Linked DNA regions of Danio rerio: regions 2 and 3 are each linked to region 1. A link is a contact called in public Hi-C and Micro-C data. All regions are on one chromosome and are shown on one strand. The core of a region is the stretch at or near the end of the contact, and the rest is flanking DNA. Distances in the headings are between cores, read along the strand shown.

Region 1 (3,635 bases), core at 1,133-3,632:
CTCAGAGTTTTAGGGTATTTGCTCAGGGTTAACCATGGCTAACCAGTCTTCCGAGGTTTTCACCACAGTGTCAGCAGATGTCTTCCTGACAATTTTTTAAAAAGTTTGGCAAAATCTGGATGAGAAACACAGGAGAAACCATTTATGTAGCGTAAAAGTATTTTTAATATCCTATGGATATTTTTTATTGAAAGAGAATTGTGAAAGTATGTACGTAAAATCTTATAATGTTGTAATTACTGTCTTCTAGGCTAAAAGATGAAAACATTTTGAAATGCTGTGACTGCAAGCCTGGATAATAGACTGGATAATGATGCAAATACCACATTTCTAGAACTGACCACATTTCTAGAACTGCTCGATCGTGCAGATTTGCACTCTATAACATGAGAAAGATCCGACCCTTCTTATCTGAACATGCAGCTCAACTCCTTGTTCAAGCTCTTGTTCTCTCCAAACTGGATTACTGCAACTCTCTACTAGCTGGGCTTCCAGCTAACTCTATCAAGCCTCTTCAACTGCTCCAGAATGCAGCAGCACGAGTTGTCTTCAATGAACCTAAACGAGCACATGTCACTCCGCTGCTAGTCCGTTTGCACTGGCTGCCAGTTGCTGCTCGCATCAAATTCAAAACTCTGATGTTTGCCTACAAAGTGACTTCTGGCCTAGCACCTTCTTATCTGCACTCACTTCTGCAGATCTATGTGCCCTCCAGAAACTTGCGTTCTGTGAATGAACGTCGCCTCGTGGTTCCATCCCAAAGAGGAAAAAAATCACTTTCGCGAATGCTCACGCTCAATCTGCCCAGTTGGTGGAATGAACTCCCTAACTGCATCAGAACAGCAGAGTCACTCGCTATTTTCAAGAAACGACTAAAAACTCAACTATTTAGTCTCCACTTCACTTCCTAATCTGCAATTGCCTATTTGAATATCACACTAACTGTACAAAAAAAAAAAAAAAAAAAAAAAAAAAAAAAATTACTAACACTTCCCTTCTTAGACTTTACAGACCTGAAACTTGCCTTTAGTACTTATTCATTGTTGCTCTTAGTTGTGTAAATTGCTTCCTTGTCCTCATTTGTAAGTCGCTTTGGATAAAAGCGTCTGCTAAATGACTAAATGTAAATGTAAATGTAAATAAATCCAAATGTGTTTATCTAAAAAATATTTAAACATGCTTTGCTATGTAGATTCAATAAAAAAGTTAAGTACTAAGAAAATATACTATTTAAAGTAAACTGAATTTAAACTAATTGTGTGAAATCTGACTTTTAAAGCATGTTTTACAACTAACCCTCTCACTGTTACAACTTGCCCCGCTGGTGGGGTAAACATTTTTACTCCTGACACTTTTGGCAATACTGCACAGAAACCATAGGTCCGGCGATCATACTTTCAATGCTCATTTATAGGAGAGGCCTTGTGTGATTTTTTTTTTTTTTTTTCAACACATAACAGTTTTAATAACTCATTTCTAATCACTAATTCATTTTATCTTTGCCATGATGACAGTAAATAATATTTAACTAGATATTTTTCAAGACACTTCTACACAACTTAAAGTGACATTTAAAGTCTTAACTAGGTTAATTAGGTTAACTAGGCAGGTTAGGGTAATTAGGCAAGTTATTGTAGAAGGATGGTTTGATCTGTAGACAATCACAAAAATATAGCTTAAAAGGGCTAATAATTTTGACCTTAAAATGGTGTTTAAAATTAAAAACTGCTTTTATTCTAGCCAAAATAAAACAAATAAGACTTACTCCAAAAGAAGAAATATTATCATCTTGTATTATATACATACAAGAAAAAAGTTAGTTAAAAGTATGAACTTCATGAAGTGCTTTTTTATCTTTTCTAATTGTGCTGTGTACTTGAGTATATTATATAGGATCAGTGACTATTGACTATATACATGATTTGTTTTTGTTTTTTTACCAGATGTGCTATGATACAGAACTTTTTTATCTTAATCTACTTTTTTATCCAAAGATTTGATTACTTTGTTGCATTTATCCTACAATATGAATAACTTTATAAAAAGTGAATTGTTCTCTGCGGAAATGTGAAATATTCCAGTTTACCTTATTTCATCCTTGAAAAACTTCTTGCAAATGGATGTTCCAATGCAGGCGTTGCATTTATCCAAACCCAAGAAGATCTTTCTGAAGTCATGTGATTTGTCTTGGGGTGCTGGTGATGGGTCTGCTGTGCCAAATACTAATATGAAACACAATATCCAAACCCCTGACCATATCCCTGCCATCACTGCATCATAAACCCCAGAGTCACAGTGCCATAATGCCCTCCCAATGTGATTAAAAAACCTGCAGACTAAACGTGAGCACACCAGCACAGTGAAGTGGCACCTCTTAAGTGTCAGCTGTAGTATATCTGTTATGTCCCCTGCACTAAACGCCTCACTTAGACAGGAAACATATGGGGAACAAAGATAACCCTTGTCGTCATGGTGATACTTCCTCCTGCACAGTCCGATTTCAAAGCCGTACACACAAAGGTTGGAAGGCCTGTTTTATCCATTAAGTTATTTTAAAATAATTAAACCATTTTGAGAATATGCAAATTATTCAAACCACCTAAAAAGACTCTGATTAATTATTTATTTTGTTCAACCACTGCTCCAGAACCTGTTTCTTTCCACCAACAAAATGTCTGTACGTCAAAAGTTATATGCAGTGAACAGAATGTTGAATTAGATTTGAATTACTACTGCTGTTTAATAGAAATTTCAGGTTTCGTTGTTATTATTTTATGGAACTGCCAAATCTGAACAATTTAATATAGAATTGGATCAAATATGTTGAGTAATCTGCTTGCTGAACTGAATGGAGGCTATGATGTAAGCTTGTTGCTTATTGTGTAGGGGAGAATGGGGACTGTTGCAACATGGCAGTTGCAGCCAGATTTATTCCTCATTCAGGTATGAGCTAGAATGATGATATTTATACTACACTGTAAAACCCAACAGTCAACTTTATCAATAGAAAAGAGTGTAGTTAACTTAAAATTGACTGAAAGGTAACTCTACTCATTTGAAAAGAGTTTTGAACTCAGTGTTGAAGGTAATGCGTTAATTAAAAAATTTCTTCAACTTAAATGTAGTAAGTTCACAGTAATCATATAAATTAGTTTTTTTTTTTTTTTTTTAACTCAAATGGTTTGTTGTAATCAGTTTCCTTGAATGTTTTGTAATGCCTTTACTTTTTGGGTTTTACAGTGTTCATATTGTCAATTAGACCCTCCTTCAGTTTGAGAGAAATCAGCCAGATTAAAAAAAAAAGTTATTATTTAATGTTTAGAAACTTTTTCATTCCGTCTAATCTGTTTTTGAGAAACATTATTCATTCGTATAATTTAAATCACTGTTTTCTTAGCTTTAAATATGTTGTAAAACCCCAAAAGTCAAAGTAACTCAAACCATTTGAGGAAACTGATTGCAACAAACCAATTAAGTTCAAAAATGAATCTATATGAGTACTGTGAACTTAACTCCATTTAAGTTGAATCACTGAGGTATTCAATTAAGTCATTACCTTCAACACTGAGTTCAAAACTCTTTTCAAATGGGTAAAAATGACTTTCAGTAAATTATGAGTTAACTACAATCATTTC
Region 2 (3,479 bases), core at 792-3,291, 190 kb after region 1:
AAACTGGCCAGGCCAGTGCTTAAACCAGTAACCTTCTTGCTGTGAGGCGACAGTGCTATACACTAAGCCACTGTGCTGCTGTTTTTCAAAGAATTCACATATATTCTGTAGCATTTCTAAGTTAATAAACATATTACTGGTTGTGTAAAATAGGCATATCATATGTAAGATCTTATATTGGTATTATTAAAATCACAATCAAATTGCTGCATATTTTGAGGTATCTGCAAACATCATATTGCAGACTACGGGAATCATGATGAAGTATCTTGCTTTACACCTTTGATATCTCTTTAAAGATGTGTTTGGTCTGCTTAGAAAATGCACTAAGGGGAGAAACACTTGAAAATCATCTGATTTCAAATTACACTGTAATAAAAGCCTCAACTTAAATTAGATATATCCAGAAAAGTTAAACATGAAAAAATGGAGCAATATTCAAATTCTGTCTGTTACAGATAAGCTAACTGAAACAGCATATAAGAAAACATTATTGTTTCGTTGCAATGGCTGATGAAAAACAAGAGGAATTGAATAGCTAGATGGGGCAGCACTGTCACCTCACAGCAAAAGGGTTGCTAGTTTGAGTCCCGGCTGGGTCAGTTGGCATTTTTGTGTGGAGTTTGCATGTTCTCCCCATGTTTGTGTGGGTTTCCTCTGGGTGCTCCGGTTTCCCCTACAGCCCAAAGACATGTGCTATTAATGAATTTAATCAACTAAATTGGCCGTAGTGTATGAGTGTGTATGAATGTTTCCCAGTACTGAGTTGTGGCTGAAAGGGCAAGTAAAACATATGCCAGAATAGTTGGTGGTTCATTCCACTGTGGCAACCTCTAAAATAAAAAATAAGCCGAAGGAAGATGAATGAATAAATAGCTAGACTAAAAATAAACATTGAATCAACCATTCTAAAATGCTACAGCTGAATTAAGGAATCACATTCGACAATACTTCTCAGATTGGCTGAAGATTACATTTATCAGCTTCTTAAGTTAGTGTTTAAGAGATTAATTAAGTGAAAGTTAAATGATGAAGAAGGTGATCTAATACTGAAAATATTAATCATATTTTTTTCCTTATGAAAGAACGGCACTGGTGGGCAGGTCTCTTTTCACAGGACGATCTGATCTCATCTATGTGATGCGTGCTAATATCTTCCAAGGTGGAACAGGCTGTACACCAGGAAGATCTTGGATAAATAGAGATATTTAACATCACAGCTTCACAGAAACATGTTCCAGACATGACCTATATTCCCGAGACTCTCTGAAACACAATCTCACTGATGTCTATTGTATTATAAATAAACAGAACATTCGCTCTGATATCTTTTGGACAAGCCGTCCTCGCCTCTGGTGTTCATATGCAGCGATAAAGAAGACTTGTATCAGCTTTTAGCTGCATCTGATGTTCTCCCATGTAAAAGAACAGGATCGAGAGTTGTCGTTTTCCAAGCAGAGCAAAATTCTGCAGTTTTCTCTCCGGTTATAGACTCTTTAAAAGGCCATAAGTGAACTCTGACATCTTGCGAGAGCTTTTAAAATGCCTCTGTAATCCCTTGTTTGAGCAGTCTGGAAACGTCTTGTCAATGCCTATCAGTGCACCGTAACTGATGATGGCATGGGTAATCGCTATATAAAACACGCGTGCGGACTGTAATACGAAGGTGTTACGAACACATTCCCTTTGTGAATGATCACAAAGATGGTGCCAGTTAGCCTGCATGAAATTTCCAATGTATGCAAAAGGCATTCCCTGTTAAAACAAACCGAGCTCTGCAGTCTACAGCCACACCAAGCTGGGAATGATCTGTTAAACATGGCTGATGGAAGACAGACCGATCCTTTCGAGCTCCCCCAGATCACCACTATGCCTGTTTTTAAGTGCCTTTACTTGACCCTCATGCTCATCTTTGAAGGAAACGCCAAGGAATGCATGGGTTTGGGGAGAAAAAACGAGATAACTGGGGATGTGATCCGACACGTCCTGTTTACACCACAATAACAGTGTGAGCGAACGCTGCGGAGAACAAGCTTCAGGCATGCCGGTTATGCACTGCGCCACACTGGAGGTGTGTGGGCAGCAGTGGAGGAAAAGTATGAAGACAATACAATGAAAATATGTTTATGTAAGTGAGGAGGGGTCATGAGTAACAGCATGCAAAGTATTTCAGCGCTGGAAGAAGGTGCAACCATATTGTTTGAGCTTCTGGCTTCGTCTTGAGCTTGTTTACGCTCCATCTACAAGTATGTGAGAACAATTAACTGTTTGCTGGGTAAATAAACAAATACTTCTAAGATAAAAGAGACTTTTGGCACAATCAGCGTAATGACTGAATCATAGGAAAGTTCAGTAGGCTATCTTAAAGAAGCTGAACATTGACCACACACATACTGACATGCCATCCATCCACTTTTTACTGCCCTCTTAACACACATCTAAGTGACTTTTCCAGCAGGGGCAAACCATTCAGTATGCAACATCGCCATCATCTGGTGGTTGATTTTACATTTTTTAAACTGTGCATTAACTAACTAAATCAACATGTACGTTACAAATGTTTTTCGTTCTCATCCATGCGGAAGATTACACCCCACCGCTCCGTCCAACTCTTCACCTAAAAAGCAAGATGCTGAGTCGGAGCGCTGTACGAGCAGGCAAGTTTGAACAGGGAGGAGACGACTTGCGGTTTTGGGAGACCATTAAAAAGATGATAGGTGGGGTGTTCAAAGCATAGAATTTACTTAATCATCACCGCAAACTCATGTGCTAGTTATGAAAACAGTCTCAGACATTTGGGCAATAATCACACAGGTGAGCGGCATCGCACAATGCTGATATTCAGACTGTCAACACGACTGCTAATTTGATTTTAAACTGATTTACTGTAAAATGTAGATTATAAATTAATTTTAAAAATGTAACTTAGTTTCATTTTTGTTAACCAAAATAGTTATAAAGGAAGTAAAAGATACTTACTACCTTATAATTATTTAGGGATCGTTCTTACAGTATTTTAATTGCGATGTCAGATTTAGTGATTTTTCTTTTACAGTAAAATGTTCCCGTAACTAAAATGTTTGGTTTTAATGAATATTCTAAAAAGGATGAAAAGTTATTTTTCTTATATTTTGACCAAATATCACTTTCATAAAAGCCAAAATTACAAGTTCCCTTAAACAAAACAAAAAAACATGGTTGTGTTGACTAAAATAAGGCTGTTTAGACAGTATTAAAGACTCTCTATAAGAGAATCTATGAACAGGAAAGCTATACAAATGTACTCATTTGATATTTAAATTTATATATATATATTATATTCTTTATCCTATTTTTTATTTATATTAAAATGAATTGTATTGTGTACTGCCCACTTCATTTTTTATTAACCACCTTTTTGTACATTTTAAGATAAAATTTTATGCATACTTGTATTTTATACAGAATTTATTATTGAATGAAAAATTCCCCTTTGACTC
Region 3 (3,535 bases), core at 779-3,278, 240 kb after region 1:
TAGCATTAAAAGGGGGCAATGTCTGTAAGGTGTCCTTGGCCCCAAAAAGTTTGAGAACCCATGTTTTAAATAACAAAAAAATGTAAGCACTTACTTCAGAACCACTCGGAAGAGAAAGGCTGTTGTAAAAATAACAATATTGGAGAACAACACTGCCATGGCCTATAAAAACATGAGAACAAATATGAATATTATATAAGATTATATTCTTGTATTTTGCCACCACATGGTTTGTAAGAAAACATATTAAAATAGAAAAGTCAATTAAATCTAGTCATATTTCACTAAAGTAGTAACTGAAAAAGAGTATGTTATGTTTATATATCATGGCTAAGCCTACGTAATAATCCTTCTTACAGGTTGCAGATATGCAATCACATAGAAGATTATGAGGTTGTCAAGGAAGTACAGGAATGCAGGAACAGACCACTTCAAGTAACTGAGAAAAGAGGCGCCAGAGGAACATCCTAAATCTTTAAATGAGCGACCCTCTAAAGGAGAAAAAAAAGCAAGTTTGAATATATATGATATATATATATATATATATATATATATATATATATATATATATATATATATATATATATATATATGTACATAGCATGGCATGAGAATAGTATTCTGTTATCTGACTTACCTCGAATAATCACCCGTACTGACATCACCAAACAAAATACTAGTTTGATGGCCTCTGCCATTAAATTCACAGATGCAGGAAGATAATCATATTTGTTTTCTGTTGGCAAGAACAAAAGTAGAATTTATTTAAATATTTACATTTAAATAAATTTTTTATTTAAATTTAAATATTTAAAATGCACTTTGTCTCTTCATAGTTTAGGTAAGCAATTATACAAACAGTATATCTAGTTCCTCAAGGATGGTATGATATTTTACATTACCTTCATTGCCCGAGAACTTTAGTAATAGGATGCGACTCGTTCCTAATGTCACAAAACCCAGCCCCAAAGCCAAAGTGTAGGCTGAAGATCTCGAGCAGATCCGTGAACAGGGACGGCAGCAACCGCATGAAGAAGAGGAAGCAGACGACGAGGAAGAGGAGTATCGTGCCATTGTGAAGGACATGTGCTGAGGCTGGTCAGAGGAGGATAAACAGGATCAGTGAGAAAACATCAGCCAATCATATATTCACAACAGCAAATCAGCAAATGTAAAAGTACAAATGTGTTCATGAAATAATTAGTCACTTTTGAAATGATTAATCACTCACACTCAAGAACCACCTTGGTTAAGAATTCATTGGTTTAAATACACATTTAACATTGGTATGCACGAAATTCAACAGCCTCTGAAGAGAATAACTTGAAATCACTAATACAACTGTAAAGTGTCCATGGGAACCTCAGTTACAATGTAGGTCTTTTGCATGTTTTTATGTTTATTATTGTAAATGTAAGGTCAAACATTTTATAACCAGATAATCTTAAATCCTAAATATCACATTTTAAAACTTTTGTTTACAATATGACTCACAAACACAGCCACCAACACACGCAGAGCTGAAATCATGGAATCAGTGACGACTATTGTAGTTTACAGATTACAGACAATTCAGAACGGAATGAACATTATCTTCACATAAGACACAATGTTCACTGACACTATTTTACAACTATAATTAAACATCAGTCTACAAATTGAATGACTGCACATTATTATTATTATTATTATTATTATTATTATTATTACTATGACTACTTTATAAATGATACAAAAGTTGAAAATGTGAAAGAAACACTGGCGTTAAAGAATATGTAAACAAAAGATGCATTGGAAAACAAAACAGTTCAGTGTTGTGTCTCGCCACATTCTGTACAGCTCGGAGACTGTTCGAACGCATTCCAAAATAAATGTATTAACCAGCTCCACAATGAGACTTTTAAAATGTGTCTCCTATAATGCGAATGTGGTGATAAAATACATATAAATACAAATTCGCTGATTTATTTACCTGCCCATATGTTCTCACTCGAGCAAAGAACCTGCCCACGGCTTCCGCATCCTTACGCATGCGTACAAAAGCTACGTCATCGTTTGTTGACGTTGCAGGGCAACATGCTTTACTTGAATTTAATGCTGTGCAAAAAGCAATTTAGGCCTAATTCAACGTATAAAGTCTCATTTAATTTTTTATGAAAATGTTATTTAAGAGCCAGAGCTGATCTTAAATGGAATTAGTCTATTTGACAAAAAATGTTTTAATAAATATATTTGACAAATTTTCCTAAATAAAAAGTAGCCTATAATGTTCCTAAGGGCAAACTTTACTGGGCATCCTTTATTGACCTAATAGACTGGAAAAAAACCTGGCTATAATCTCATAAGTACTGCATTCCCAATAAAACAAAAGAGGTTTAATTTAAAATTTTAGATAAAATATATCCAGTAAATAGTACTTTGCAAAGTATGGAGGTTGATAGTTCATGCTCATTTTGTAAAACTGAAGAAGAAACCCTGATTCACATAATTTTTTTTTTCAGTGTGAAAACACAAAAAGGTTTTGAAATAGCTTATATCTCAATATAGGTAATTACATTGCTTTTTCCAGCCCATTTCAACTAAGATATTATTTGTTACTATAAAGGTAAAACTAATGTATCAGAGAACTACATTTTGAACTTTTTTATTTTGTATGGAAATAATTTATTCACAAACAAAAATTCTTGAATTTGCAGCCTTCTTTTCACTTTTTTTTTTTTTTTTTTTGAAATTGATGTTTTTATTAAATCTCTTCGACTGATTATGATTAAAAACAAGAAAAGTGATAGATTCTTGGATTATTATGATAATTATTTTGGAAATATCACAGATACATAGGTCCTTATTTCCTCTTGCTGTATTTGTTTTATTTATGTATCCGTTTAATTTTTTTTAAACTTTTTTCTCTCTTTTGTTTTACAGTTTTATGTGTGTTTATAATATTATTTAACCTGGTCTGTTAAGTTATTATCATTGTTACTATCATTGTCCTTTTTGTGTAAGATTGGATTTGTGTAAGATCATGTTTGTTTATGAAGTCAATAAAATAAAATAAAGATAGAAAATGCTTTACTTATTAATATTAGACAATACCCCTTTTCACACATACAGACTTTTCCGGAAAATTACCCATAATATTCCGAAAAGATATCATGTCTGAACATGCCCTTTTGAAAAATAGCTTTAAAGTCGTTCTAGTAATTTATACATTTGCTGATTGGGGCTAATATTAATTAATTTTGTTAACATACTTTTAATAGCATAGGTGTGGCAGGATAATGAATATTTATTACAATAACACCCTTGGTAAATATTTGAATGGAATTTTAGGTAACACTTTTAATCAGTGACTGTAAAATCTGCAAAATATTATTTGTTTGTTAAGGAATTAATTGACTAAAACATACAGAACTCTTTTAAAGTTTTAACGAATTTTATGAGTAGATTTTAAGATTGAAATTACAGTATTTTTTAGTAAGCTGTATGACCTCTTAACTGAGTGCTTTTTTAAATAATACAACTTACTTGTAATAAC

Evidence for each region. Hi-C and Micro-C count contacts between places; a contact is called where the count stands out from the background.
Region 2: a contact with region 1 is called in a Micro-C map of caudal fin, with 15 times the contacts expected there. The contact joins the enhancer-like site here to the promoter of dipk2b in region 1. A contact is called at or near these places in 9 of 18 Hi-C or Micro-C datasets (caudal fin, embryo, fibroblasts and 2 more) and 1 of 4 datasets of contacts at active chromatin or transcription factors (caudal fin).
Region 3: a Hi-C map of hematopoietic stem cells shows a contact between it and region 1, with 1.9 times the contacts expected there. The contact joins the promoter of slc35a5 here to the promoter of dipk2b in region 1. A contact is called at or near these places in 3 of 18 Hi-C or Micro-C datasets (caudal fin, embryo and hematopoietic stem cells).

Annotation. Positions count from the first base shown.
Region 1 is chr9:35,565,656-35,569,290 of GRCz12tu, forward strand. dipk2b (divergent protein kinase domain 2B) reads right to left here and starts at 2,383. Exons shown (of 5, transcript XM_692604.10): 1 at 2,087-2,383. The coding sequence starts at 2,268.
Region 2 is chr9:35,751,965-35,755,443 of GRCz12tu, forward strand. No RefSeq gene overlaps it. Among named protein-coding and RNA genes, the nearest start is that of ccdc80, 27 kb to the right of the region's middle. Within about 2 kb of position 2,042, at least 9 of the 62 cell types and tissues checked have an H3K27ac peak or open chromatin away from gene starts, as enhancers often do. A contact at or near this core is called in caudal fin, where this site is marked.
Region 3 is chr9:35,810,959-35,814,493 of GRCz12tu, forward strand. slc35a5 (solute carrier family 35 member A5) reads right to left here and starts at 2,029. Exons shown (of 8, transcript NM_200654.2): 1 at 1,973-2,029; 2 at 903-1,095; 3 at 638-736; 4 at 358-491; 5 at 95-162. The coding sequence starts at 1,074.